2 separate regions of the Sus scrofa genome follow, and region 2 is linked to region 1. The links are chromatin contacts, called in public HiChIP or PLAC-seq maps. All regions are on one chromosome and are shown on one strand. The core of a region is the stretch at or near the end of the contact, and the rest is flanking DNA. Distances in the headings are between cores, read along the strand shown. Region 1 overlaps LOC106505661 (a long non-coding RNA gene). Region 2 has its middle 31 kb from the start of BHLHE40.

The links. HiChIP or PLAC-seq counts read pairs in DNA pulled down with a chosen protein or histone mark.
Region 2: a contact with region 1 is called in an H3K27ac HiChIP or PLAC-seq map of alveolar macrophages. The contact joins two enhancer-like sites.

The regions. Positions count from the first base shown.
Region 1 is chr13:61,399,226-61,405,176 of Sscrofa11.1, reverse strand. All of the region lies in intron 7 of LOC106505661 (a long non-coding RNA gene), which reads left to right. Among named protein-coding and RNA genes, the nearest start is that of BHLHE40, 130 kb to the left of the region's middle. Within about 2 kb of position 3,231, at least 8 of the 83 cell types and tissues checked have an H3K27ac peak or open chromatin away from gene starts, as enhancers often do. A contact at or near this core is called in alveolar macrophages, where this site is marked.
Region 2 is chr13:61,556,720-61,561,889 of Sscrofa11.1, reverse strand. No RefSeq gene overlaps it. Among named protein-coding and RNA genes, the nearest start is that of BHLHE40, 31 kb to the right of the region's middle. Within about 2 kb of position 1,794, at least 23 of the 83 cell types and tissues checked have an H3K27ac peak or open chromatin away from gene starts, as enhancers often do. A contact at or near this core is called in alveolar macrophages, where this site is marked.

The sequences.
Region 1 (5,951 bases), core at 1,982-4,481:
TGAACATCTGCAGATTTTACTGTCCACAGGGATCCCAGAACTAATTCCCATGGACACCAAAAGATGACTGGAAATGATAGATGATCTGCCTTTGAATCCAGGTCTGATGTTCTAGTTTGGCCAAATTGCTTCACCTTTATAAATTGATTTCTTCTTCTCTAAGATAGGGAGGTATCAGGAAGGAAAAAAAAAAAGCTATTTTAAAAACTCTTTGAGGAGCTCTTAGTGGCTTAGTGGGTTATGAACCTGACTAGTATCCATCAGGATGTGGGTTGGACCCCTGGCCTTGCTCAGTGGGTTGAGGATCTGGCGTTGCCATGAGGTGCAGTGTAGGTAATAGACGTGGCTCAGATTTGTTGGTGTTGTGGCTGTGGTGTAGGCTGGCAGCTACAGCTCCTATTCCACCGCTAGTATGTGAACTTACATAAGCCGCAGGTGCAGCCCTAAAAAGCAAATAAATAAGTAAATAAATAACTAAGAAAAATAAAAGCTCTTTGAGTTGAAAACTCAATGAATTATAGTCTTTTTTCAATTTGGTCAAGGTAAAGGGCTAATCTGGATGCGAGGGGTTGGGACCAGGGGGCTAAAATTGTTCTGCTTAATAAAGACTCAAGAATTTTTAGTTTTACTTGAAGCTGGAGGGACATTTCTTTTGTTTATTTATTTTGCTTTTGTTTGGACAGAGGTGGTGAGAGAAAGTGAGTCCCAGCATTAGGCCCAAGATGAGCACAGAAATGGCTAGTCCAGTGTCAGAGGAGGAAGGGGTGGAGAGCTTTGATGGCTGATTCTCAGTCTTCAGTGGTTTTCTAGTATTTATCTGGCAATTATTTATTTGTTTTAATCTTCCTCTATTAAAGATCTGCTCTTGCTGCAGGCATGGCCCTAAAAAGACAAAACAAACAAAAAAGATCTGCTCTTCCCAACACTCAGGTGTTAATGTGTTTTGGAGACAGAGAGTAGAGAAGGCTGTATCTACACTGGGTGGAGTGGAAAAGAGAGCAGGGAGATGATGAGAATTAGGTTGCACTCAGGATTAGGATCGGAAAGTGATAAAGAATCATTAGGAAGTTGTAAGCACTCACCTTAGGATCCTTGAAATTATTAAGGAGAGTTCTGGCTTTACAGATATGTGAGATATGATCTAAAATTTGCATTTGAATGTTAAAGACGGTACAATTTAGGACCATGCACATGTCAGGGATAATATCTGCCTAACAGGGTTGGGAGGTTTAAATGAGAATCTAGGTCAAAGCACTTCATAAACTAAGGAAGTATATCATCACCCCTAAGATACAATGTCTTTCCATGAGGATTTTTAAAAAAGGAAATCAGACTTAAATTCAACACATCGCAAATATGAGAATAATTATCTAGGAGTCACAAGCTCTGTAATAGTTTTCTTTATGAATTTAGTTCATACTGATAGTAAAAATATAATTTGAATGTTAAAGATACAGTTTTTAAAAATGACTGTATATATAACCCAAACATGTCATGTTAAGATATGCGGATTTAGGATCTTACTGTAATAACTTCAGGCCCATTTATTAAGAATAGAAGTAGCTTTGGTTGTGCAGATTTAGCTGAGGTTGTTGAAAGGTATGAGAAAAAGCACATGATGTTGCAAAGGAATGGGAAATAACATGCATTGGGTATATACTAGACACTTGACATATATCATCTTTCTTTCTATTTTTTGGTTTTTTGGTCTTTTTAGGGCCTCAGCTGTGGCATATGGAGGTTCCTAGGCTAGGGGTCAAACCGGAGCTGTAGCTGCTGGCCTACGCCACAGCCACAGCAACTCAGGATCTGAGCCATGTCTGCGACCTCCACCACAGCTCATGGCAACACCAGATCCTTAACCCACTGAGCGAGGCCAGGGCTCCAACCCACAACCTCATGGTTCCTAGTCGGATTTGTTAACCACTGAGCCATGATGGGAACTCCCATGTATCATCTTTCTTAAAGCTCATTGGTCCCCAGAGAAATGGTAGTGTCTCCACTCTTTAGATGGGGGTTGTGTGTGTGTGAAAAATCACAACGATTACAGAACTTGCTTAAAAGTCCTAATTTTGAAGTGCTAGTGCTGGTATGTTGATTCTCACGAGCCTCAAGGTCCAGTTCTTTTTCTCCCACTGTGCTGTCATGTGGGCTCAAAGTAAGCTAATAATTAGCACCCAAGCCTTGTGTGGTTCTGGTCTCCTTGTCCCTGTCTCATACCGAATCTTCATTATTTTTCTTCCAAAGAATGATTGCAGAAAGCTTTTGACAAGCTATAGGTGAGATGCTATAGGTGACAAGTATGTAAAAAAAGGACTAGATAATCGACTTAATTAAGTTCTGGAGTGGACAGGTTAAATTCCTGTATTGTCTCAAGTTTCATTCTTTACGCAGGACCAGCCAACTTTTGTGAGGTCATTACAGAAATGCTGGCAAACTCTTTCCATTAGTGGTTCTTGCGTACAGTAGGCACTTCTTATGTTGTGTGACTCTTTTTTTGTTGTTGTTCAGAATTCACCTTAGGGGTTTTCTCAAACTCAGCATTCTTATTCTGTAGTGGTTTTTAAGCTTTCTTTTTTCTTTCCAGGCTGGGTGGATGATGCAGTTTCGCTTCTAGGTGTTAGGATTCTCTTTCACACTGGTTTGTCATGACCTTAAAGTATTTTAAGTTTCTCCTCAGACTGTCTTTTTTTTTTTTTTTTTTTTTTCCTTTTTTTAAATGTAGTACCCTAGTGAGCTAGCGATTTGTTTACCAAATGAGTTTAAATCACCAGCCATTGGAGAGTCCACAGTCTAAGAGCATTGCTGGAATTGACCAAATGTAAAAACCTACTAGCCTTTTTTGGCAACTTAGTAGTTTTGGGGGTCTAGACTCAAAGGCTAGTTATGTTTCTCAGCCATCCTTTAGGTTATAAGAGTTGCTAAAGGTGGTATGTGATACCAAAGATGGCAAAGCATTTATTATGATGATCAGAATCGTGTTAGTCTTTAATTGCCATAAAGCTCTCCCCTGCAGATAACTGATGAGGCCTGAGGTGTTCTGAGCTGCAGCCACCCACAAAAACCACACACATGGCATTTTACTCAAAACTTTACTTTAACCACTGCTTTGTGATGCAAAACTGGTGGAATTTTGGGTACTTTCTGTAAAATTGAAATCTTTATGGGGGTTTTCCAACATTCTAGTTGCTTGTTAACAAATGATCACTGTAACGAGGAAGAGCAGAGCAGCGTTGACTTGTGTGGCAACATAGGATGCCAGTCGGTACCTACTGTTTTCACATGGAGAAAGCCACCCTGGTTGAGAGAACAGATTCTCCTTTTGAAAATGCAGTATTCATGTGAGATTTGGAGTTGCAAAAGATGAGATTTTAGGAGCTTCTTATCTTTGCCACAAAGTTTTCAGTCTTGACAAAGTAATCATATTCAGTACTTTCTAACTAGTAGATCCTCTTATGAAAGAGATCTGAAAATAAAAGCAAATCCAGGAGTTCCTGTTGTTGCTTAGCGGGTTAAGAAGCCAGCATAGTGTCTGTGAGGATGCGGGTTTGGTCCTTGGCCTTGCTCAGTGGGTTAAGAATCCAGCGTTGCCGTGGGCTGTGGTGTAGGTCGAAGATGTGGCTTGGATCCCACAGTTCTGTGGCTGTGGCATGGGCCTGCAGCTGCAGCTCTGATTCAGCCCCTAGCCTGGGAATTTCCATATGCTGCAGATGTGGCCATAAAAAGAAAAGCAAATACTTTTGTATTATAGGACAAAATATAATTCTGCTTAAGTCTGTCAAGGGAGAACTGTTATGGGAAACTGATTCCTGATAAGCTACTACAGCCCTTTTCTGGAAGGGAGATAGCAGGTGGAAAGAGCTCTATCCTGTTTGGCTGAGTTAGGAGTCCTTTGTTTATTCTGGAGGTAGTCCTTGGGCAAGTTGCTTCACCAGTCTAAGGCTCAGTTTCTTGACTTTGAAATTAAAGTTTCACTCCTGCTCTGTGGTTTGGTGGATAGAATATATTGCCTCAAGAGCCTTCAGTAGGTAGGCATCCTTTGTTATTATATCCTGTCTTGTGTAAAGGTGAGTTTTACTGTCATATAATTTGTCTTCTCTCAAGCACATTTTGTTTTTTAAAATCTGTGAAAACATTTTAGCAAAATGCAACTCTGCTTCTATAAGTATGTAGTTATGCTCCTTTTGTGTTTAATAGTTTCTAAGGAGTAAATTTCCATCTATGTAGCCCAGAGGTTAGAAGAATGGTCTCATGATTAGCCTTAAAATAAACTATCAGAACTTTCGGGCTTTTTCTCATTAATGCATTATCCCAACCTGCTGCAGTAGGATAATACAGAAAGCTATAATTAAGTTTTTAATGGGTTAATTCCTTAGCTTACTGTGAAGCTCTTGATAATTAAAAAATTTTTATTATAGTTGATTTTTAATGTTCTGTCAATTTCTGCTATAGATAATTTCTCACTAGCATATAAGTAAAGCTTCGTTTATTTTGCTACTGCAAAGACTGAGTTGCTCGTTAGTGCCTGCAAGTAAAGTATGCTTGCTTATCTTTATAATTTATCTTAGGGAATGTTTAAACAGGGTGAAAGAGCAGTTTTTACAGGAGCAAAAATCAAGCCATCCATTTTCAGAAAGCAGAACCAAGTAAAATTAAAGAACAATCAGTAATGACTTGGAAACAAACCAAACAAGTTGAATCAAAGAACAAAATAAAAAGAATGAGACAGACAGTTCTAAGAACAAATGTATAGGATGGAATATCAATTAAAGCTTTAGGACTCAGCAAATAGAGTGGAAGCTTTATTTGTAGTGGGAAACAAGGTGTCACTATATAATTTTAGGGACATAAGTAGAAAAGGGCAAAATATCATAAACATTACACAAGTGGAATGGAATTTCCCAGACCCTTTGATTTAACAAATGATTTAGTTAAGGAAATTAGCAAAATCTTGAAATTGAATTGAATTGGTGCTACAGCAAACTTTAAAAATTAATTTCAAAATCAGAGTCAAAAGGATGCATGTTAGCTCTATGCTGTCACATTTGTTACTCAGCCCAGTAGTACTAACGCTTCACCTGGGTAAATTATTTTGAAGGCGACCCGGACCTTGATCCTTGAAATAGAGGTATTGAAAAAAGCGGTGTCTGGAGAAAGGTGAAATCATAATTATACATCAGAGGCCATAAGAGTTATGACTTCAAATTTTATGTTTCACTCATACCAGCTTTGTGTTCACACCCAAACTCCAGGGGTAGGAACTACCACATGTAGGGTGGAGTGGCATTCCAGTTTCATTTATTTTCTGCTGTAGCTGGCAAATTGAATGAAGATTTATATCTTAAGTGACAGGACTCAAATGAAATATGACAAATGTATAAAAGCTGCTACCTGAACATGTCAATGCAGAACCTTCCAGTGAACGAGGTGGGATGCGGCTTGGGAAACCAACTACACAACTTCCTGCCATGTTGGGCAGCTCCATGCTGGGAGATCAAAGGGAGACCCAAGGGGGAGCAAGTCCTTGCTGGCTGAGCCACGTGCTGGGGTTCAGCATGGAGTGCCAGCTTGTTGATAGACACAAAGATGTATCTATTGAGGGCTTGCCTTATCATGGAAAAATCCTAGGGAGATATGTTGTACTGACTGGAAAATTACTCATCATTTTAAGTGATCAGATTTATCAAGTAGAAGCATTAGTTTTGAAACTAGTCATTTAATTGGAATTTAATCCTGACCCAGTTCCCTATGCTAGTTTGTAATTATTCTTACTGACCAAAGCATAGAGAAAAATCAGGGCTAATAAAACATCCATGACGAGCACTGCTCTCAGGAGGGAACAACTTTCACTGCCTTTGGATAGACCAGTTAGCTCTGCAAAACATTTTCGGCTGTCTTGAAGGACTCTGACCACTGGGGCATGAATGAGCACTAACTTCCCTGTTTGTGGT
Region 2 (5,170 bases), core at 545-3,044, 160 kb before region 1:
TGGAGACTACAGCTCCAATTCGACCCCTAGCCTGGGAACCTCTATATGCCACTGGAGCAGCCCTAAAAGACAAAAAGACAAAAAAAAAAAAAAAAAAAGGAACATTTCTAGAGTGGTTATTTAACATGTTAGCTCATACAGCACCCCTGAGAACCCTGTGAGGTCAGTTCCCTTCATTTTGTAGGTGAGGACACTGGGGCAGGAGATGTTAGTAATGTGTCTCGACCATGCAGGTAGGAGGGGGAACCCAGGTAGTGTGAGTCTAGAAGCATTTGTGTTGGCTAAATCAATAATCACTTCTGGAGTCCCTGCTGTGGCTCATCATGTTAAGAACCTGACATAGAGTCTCTGAGGATGTGGGTTTGATCCCTGGCCTTGCTCAGTGGGTAAGGATCCAGCTCTATAACAGCATTGCTATGGCCCTCGTTGGGGAACTCCCATATGCCATAGGTGTGGCCCTAAAAGAAAAAAAAAAAAATCATTTCTCAGGATTATTCCTGGCTCTAAATATCTGTGGCTCTTTTAATTTTCTTTCTTTTGGTTTTGTTTGTTTGTTTTTGCTTTTTAGGGCTGCAGGTGTGGCGTATGGAAGTTCCCAGGCTAGGGGCAAATTGGAGCTGCAGCTGCTGGCCTATGACACAGCCACAGCAATGTCTGATCCGAGCCTCACCTGCAACCTACACCACAGCTCACGGCAGTGCCGGATCCTTAATCCACTGAGCAAAGCCAAGGATTGAACCCACATCCTTATGGATATTAGTCAGGCTCTTAACCCCTTGAGCCACAACAGAAACTCCTAATTTTCTTTTTTTTTTTTCTTTTCCTTTCTCTCCCGAGTCTCTCTCTCTCTCCTTTTCTCCTGTCCTTCTTTCTGACTCATATTTCCTTCTCTCTCTATTACACAAGCCTATGCTCACTCTTTGTCTCTCCCATCTTTGTCTCCGTGTACCTACGTGGCTTGCTCTTGAGCTGTCTCTGTTTCTTTCTCTCAGTCTTCCTAGACTCTCTCTCACTGTGGACAGAGGCACACAGGCCCCCACTGTGTTCAGTGGTTGGGCTGGTGGCTCCACACTCCAGCCTTTGCCTCTGTGCTGGTGCAAAAAACTGGCTGGCAGTCTTGGCTCTCAGTGGACATACCTGCAAAGGGAGGCTGGTCTTCACCTGGCTTTTCTTTACAGGAGATGGACAGGTAGGTAGGACGAATGGTGCATCTTGCTGTCTGGCAAGAGGAGGGTAACTAGACTACATCTATCACTAAAGTAATCCCACCAACGTGCATGATCCCAGCACTTGAAACAAATGTCTGGAAGGGAGAGGATAGTCTAGGAATATTCTTTTGACCCCAAGGGAAAAGGCAACTCTTTCTTAATGACTAAAAGTGCAGAAAAGCAAGAGGCTGTGAGAAAGTGATTCTTCCCAGTAAAGTGAGTGGAGAATTATGAGGAAAGCACAGAAAAGGGGAGAGAGAGGAGAAGGGAAACTAAACAGGAGCCCTTGGTGGCCCAGGGAGGAGTAGCTGAGAGAGGAGTGCAAAGAAGGGAAGGGGTGACACAGAGTTTTAAAAATTCACAGTGAGACTTCAACACCTTCAGGCTCAGGCAACCTCCTGATAGGCTATTCTTGGGAAGAGCACACACTTCTTGAGGAATGGAGGAGGAGAAGACCCCTAGAGAGCAGGACCACAGAGTGCAGATGTTCAAGCTCAAATCCCAGCCTGGGCCCCACCCTCTTTTCACCTTGGTTTCCAAGTGGGTGTTTTGGCCACTGGAGGGGAAGTGTTCAGACAGAGCTCGGCTGGTGGTGGTGAGTCACGGCCCCACCCAGGCCCTGCCAGCCCCGGGGGGCCTCTCGCCCACAGGGCTGGCAGCAGCTGCTGGGTGTTATCAGGAACGACAAGGCAGCAGGGGCCAGGCAGGCCATTCACATTCCCTCCATATGACTTGTGGCCACAGGATCTAGTTCCCAGCCCTTTTGCTCCTCTGGCTCCATTGGACCGGGCCATTAATGGTGAGCCAGCTGCAAGTGTTTGTTTCAATGTCAACAGTGCAAGGAAGACAACCCTGTAGAGCAGGATCAGCCTAGCTGTAAGGAGCTGTAAGGTCTGTCACTAAGCAGTTTATCAGCCACCTCCTTTCACTTGCAAGCCCTGAGAGGCCAGGAGTCCTGTTGTGGACCCCACAGCATACCTAGCACATGACATGAAGGCTGGTATACAGTAGGTGCTCGATAACTGAATGAATTAGCATGCACTCAAATCTGCCTGCTTTGGAGTTCCCTAGTGGTGCAGTGGGTAAGCATCTGGCATTGTCATTGTCATTGCAGTGGCTCTGGTTGCTGCTGTGGCACAGGTTTGATCCCTGGTCTGGGAACCTCCATATGCACATGTCATGGGTGTGGCCAAGAAAGCAACCAAAAAAAAAAAACCTTGCAAATCTCCTTGCAGCTCCTGACTAGTTGTGTGACCCTGCCCAGATCCTTAACCTCTCTGAGCTGCCATTTCTATCGTCAGTGCAAGGGAATAGTACCAGTAAAAGTATAAGAGAACAGACTAGGGGCGTCATCCCACCCCAGCCCCCACTGTGAAATAAGATAGTGGCGAGGGGTTGGGGGGGTGGGAGCATCGAGTCTGCAGCTGTCATTCAAATCTGAGAGGGGGTGCGAATGGAGGGAAAGTGTTCATGTTTGGAAATTCTGTAGCTTCTGTGGCTGGTAGTTCCATGTGCATCGTACAGATGTTACTTTTCAGGAAGATGGTGTGGTGATGTGGTTAAGAGCTCATGTTCTGAAGGCCCAGGACCTGGGTTCTAATCCTGCCTCCACCCCTCGATTCCTGTGTGATCCTGGGCAAACAGCTTCATCTCTCTGAGCTTGTTTTTCTGGGTGTAAAACAAAAGTTCTCATTAGGTTTCCATGAGATCCATCCCAGGCTGACCCTGACAAGAAGTTAAGGAGAGGCTCAGTGCGTGTTAACCATGATCATCAGTTTCCACCCGCAGCCCCATGAAACAGATGAGACTCTCCCCAGGGTGCAAAAGAGGAAACCCCAAGCCGGCCAGGTGGAGAGGCGTGCCTGACAGCAGACCCATAACTAGACAACTCCTGCCACTGAGGCCCCCCACAGCTGCCAGAAATAAGGTGCTTGCCCTCTCTGCCTCCACGCTCTGTCCCCTGGGGTGGGGGAGAAGTGAAACACGAACCCACCAGGGTAAGAAAGAGGAGAAGGAACTGGCGGAGGTGAGGAGAGGCAAGTGGCCCTAAATCCTGTCAAAGGACAGTCTAGGGCAAGGTCAAGTCCAGGTCGGTGAGAGAGTGGAGGTGGTGGGAGGATAGTGTGACAAGCAGTGGGGGACGGGTGACTGAATCGGCTAGCGGCCGAGGGGTGAGGAGCTGGTCCTGAGAATGCGGAAGGAAACTCTTTTTATCAGCATTAACAAGAACAGAGAGGGAAGTGTTTGCATCTGGCCCAATACCTCAGCTGTGACCTCCTGTCTCTAAGGACAGAGGTCCCTGCAAACTCTGCTTTCAAAACTCTCCTGGGAGAAAACCCATGGCCCTGATTCTTAGAAACTGTCCTCATCCCAACAGAATAAACAGCTCAGTGGCCTTTTGACTTTTTGACCAGTACCTGCTGTACCTTCAGCCTCTAATGAGAGTGGGCATTCCCCATGCTTTCAGCCTACCCATTTTACCAATGAGAAAACCAAGTTGAAATCTGGCCTCTGGTCCTAGCTTTGCTGCTCCTAGCTCTTGGGTCTGAGTGGTTTCACCAACCAAACCTCCGTGTTCCCATTCATCAAGTTGAGGCGGTTAGACCACATCTTCTTTTTCACCCTTCCCCTTCCCTTCCTTCCAGAGCCAAGGTTGTACAATTCTCAGGAGAAAGTCACCTGATCACATGACAGGGATGAGCCCAGGGATCTGAGATTCCAAACCCCCACGGGCAAGCAGAAGTGTTCCCACCCACACAGGCCACCTCCCTTCCTGAGCAATTCTGCTCTGATGCTATGCCTTCTGCAGAGTGCCAGTGCCAAGCACATCATAGGTCTTAAGCAGGATCCTGAAGTCCATGCTAACTGTCCCAGCCTGCAGTGAGCACTTCCCATGGGCTAGGCACCAGATGGCAGCAATCGCCTCTCTCCCCCTTATAACAATCCTTGAGGAGACAAACACACTGCTTCTACCCATTTTAAAGTCATGGTAGCTGAGGCTACGAGGAGAGGCAAGGTGGGCACCTTGCCCAGGGTCATGCAAAAACATAAGATTCAAACCCAGTCTGAGTTGATTCCTTTCCATAGAGTGAACTCCACTGAAATCAATACGAATTGATTGGGTTATGTGCCATTTTCTTTCTTTTTAAAGTAAAAACATTTCCACCCCCTCTAAGGAATATGGATTACTTGTGTTTTGAAAGGGAGTAGCCAATGGAAGCATTTGCAAATAACATGCTATGTCATCTGGAGTTTGATTGAAACTAACTCAGTTTGGGGAGAAGATTTATATAAAGCAAATTGTCCATAAACTGATCATTCTTGAAGCTGGGTATTGGTTGGAAGTTCTCTCTACTGTTTTCTTCCATTCTCAACATGTTTGAAAATATCAATGATCATGGAAAAATGTGAATTAAGTTTAACTTTGAAAAGTAATGCACACAGGATAAATGAACTGGCCTGGGAAAGGCTGTGCAATGGGGGTGGGGGTGGGGTGGTTTGTGTTGCCTGCCCACAGCTGAAAGCATTTTAAGGTCGCCTTATGAAGGCATTCATTATAGCCTCCTGCTTCTGTTCTCCCTGGACCACAAGGGCCCTCTTTGCATCCAAGAGAACAGTCTGCCCCCCAAATGCTGGCCAAATGATTTGGGTTTTCTGTCATGGGTTTCTGAAGCTACACTGTGGTTTTATGTTGGAATTTGGAGCCACATGCAGTTCACGTTCAGCCAGTCAGGAGATTTGGGGAACCTCCTATAAATGTTACCAGCAAAGGCACAGTGGCTGCCCTCGTCCTGGGACATCCAGAAAATTGGAAAAGAGCAGACCTCAGACATCCACATGATGGCCATGTGTCTGGAAGTGGCCTCTCTCTGCAAGCTCCCAGGGACCTAGTGCTCACTGCCTGCATTTGCCAATGTGCCCTGGGAATGCCACTTGTCCTTCCAGATTCCCCCTGAAACAAG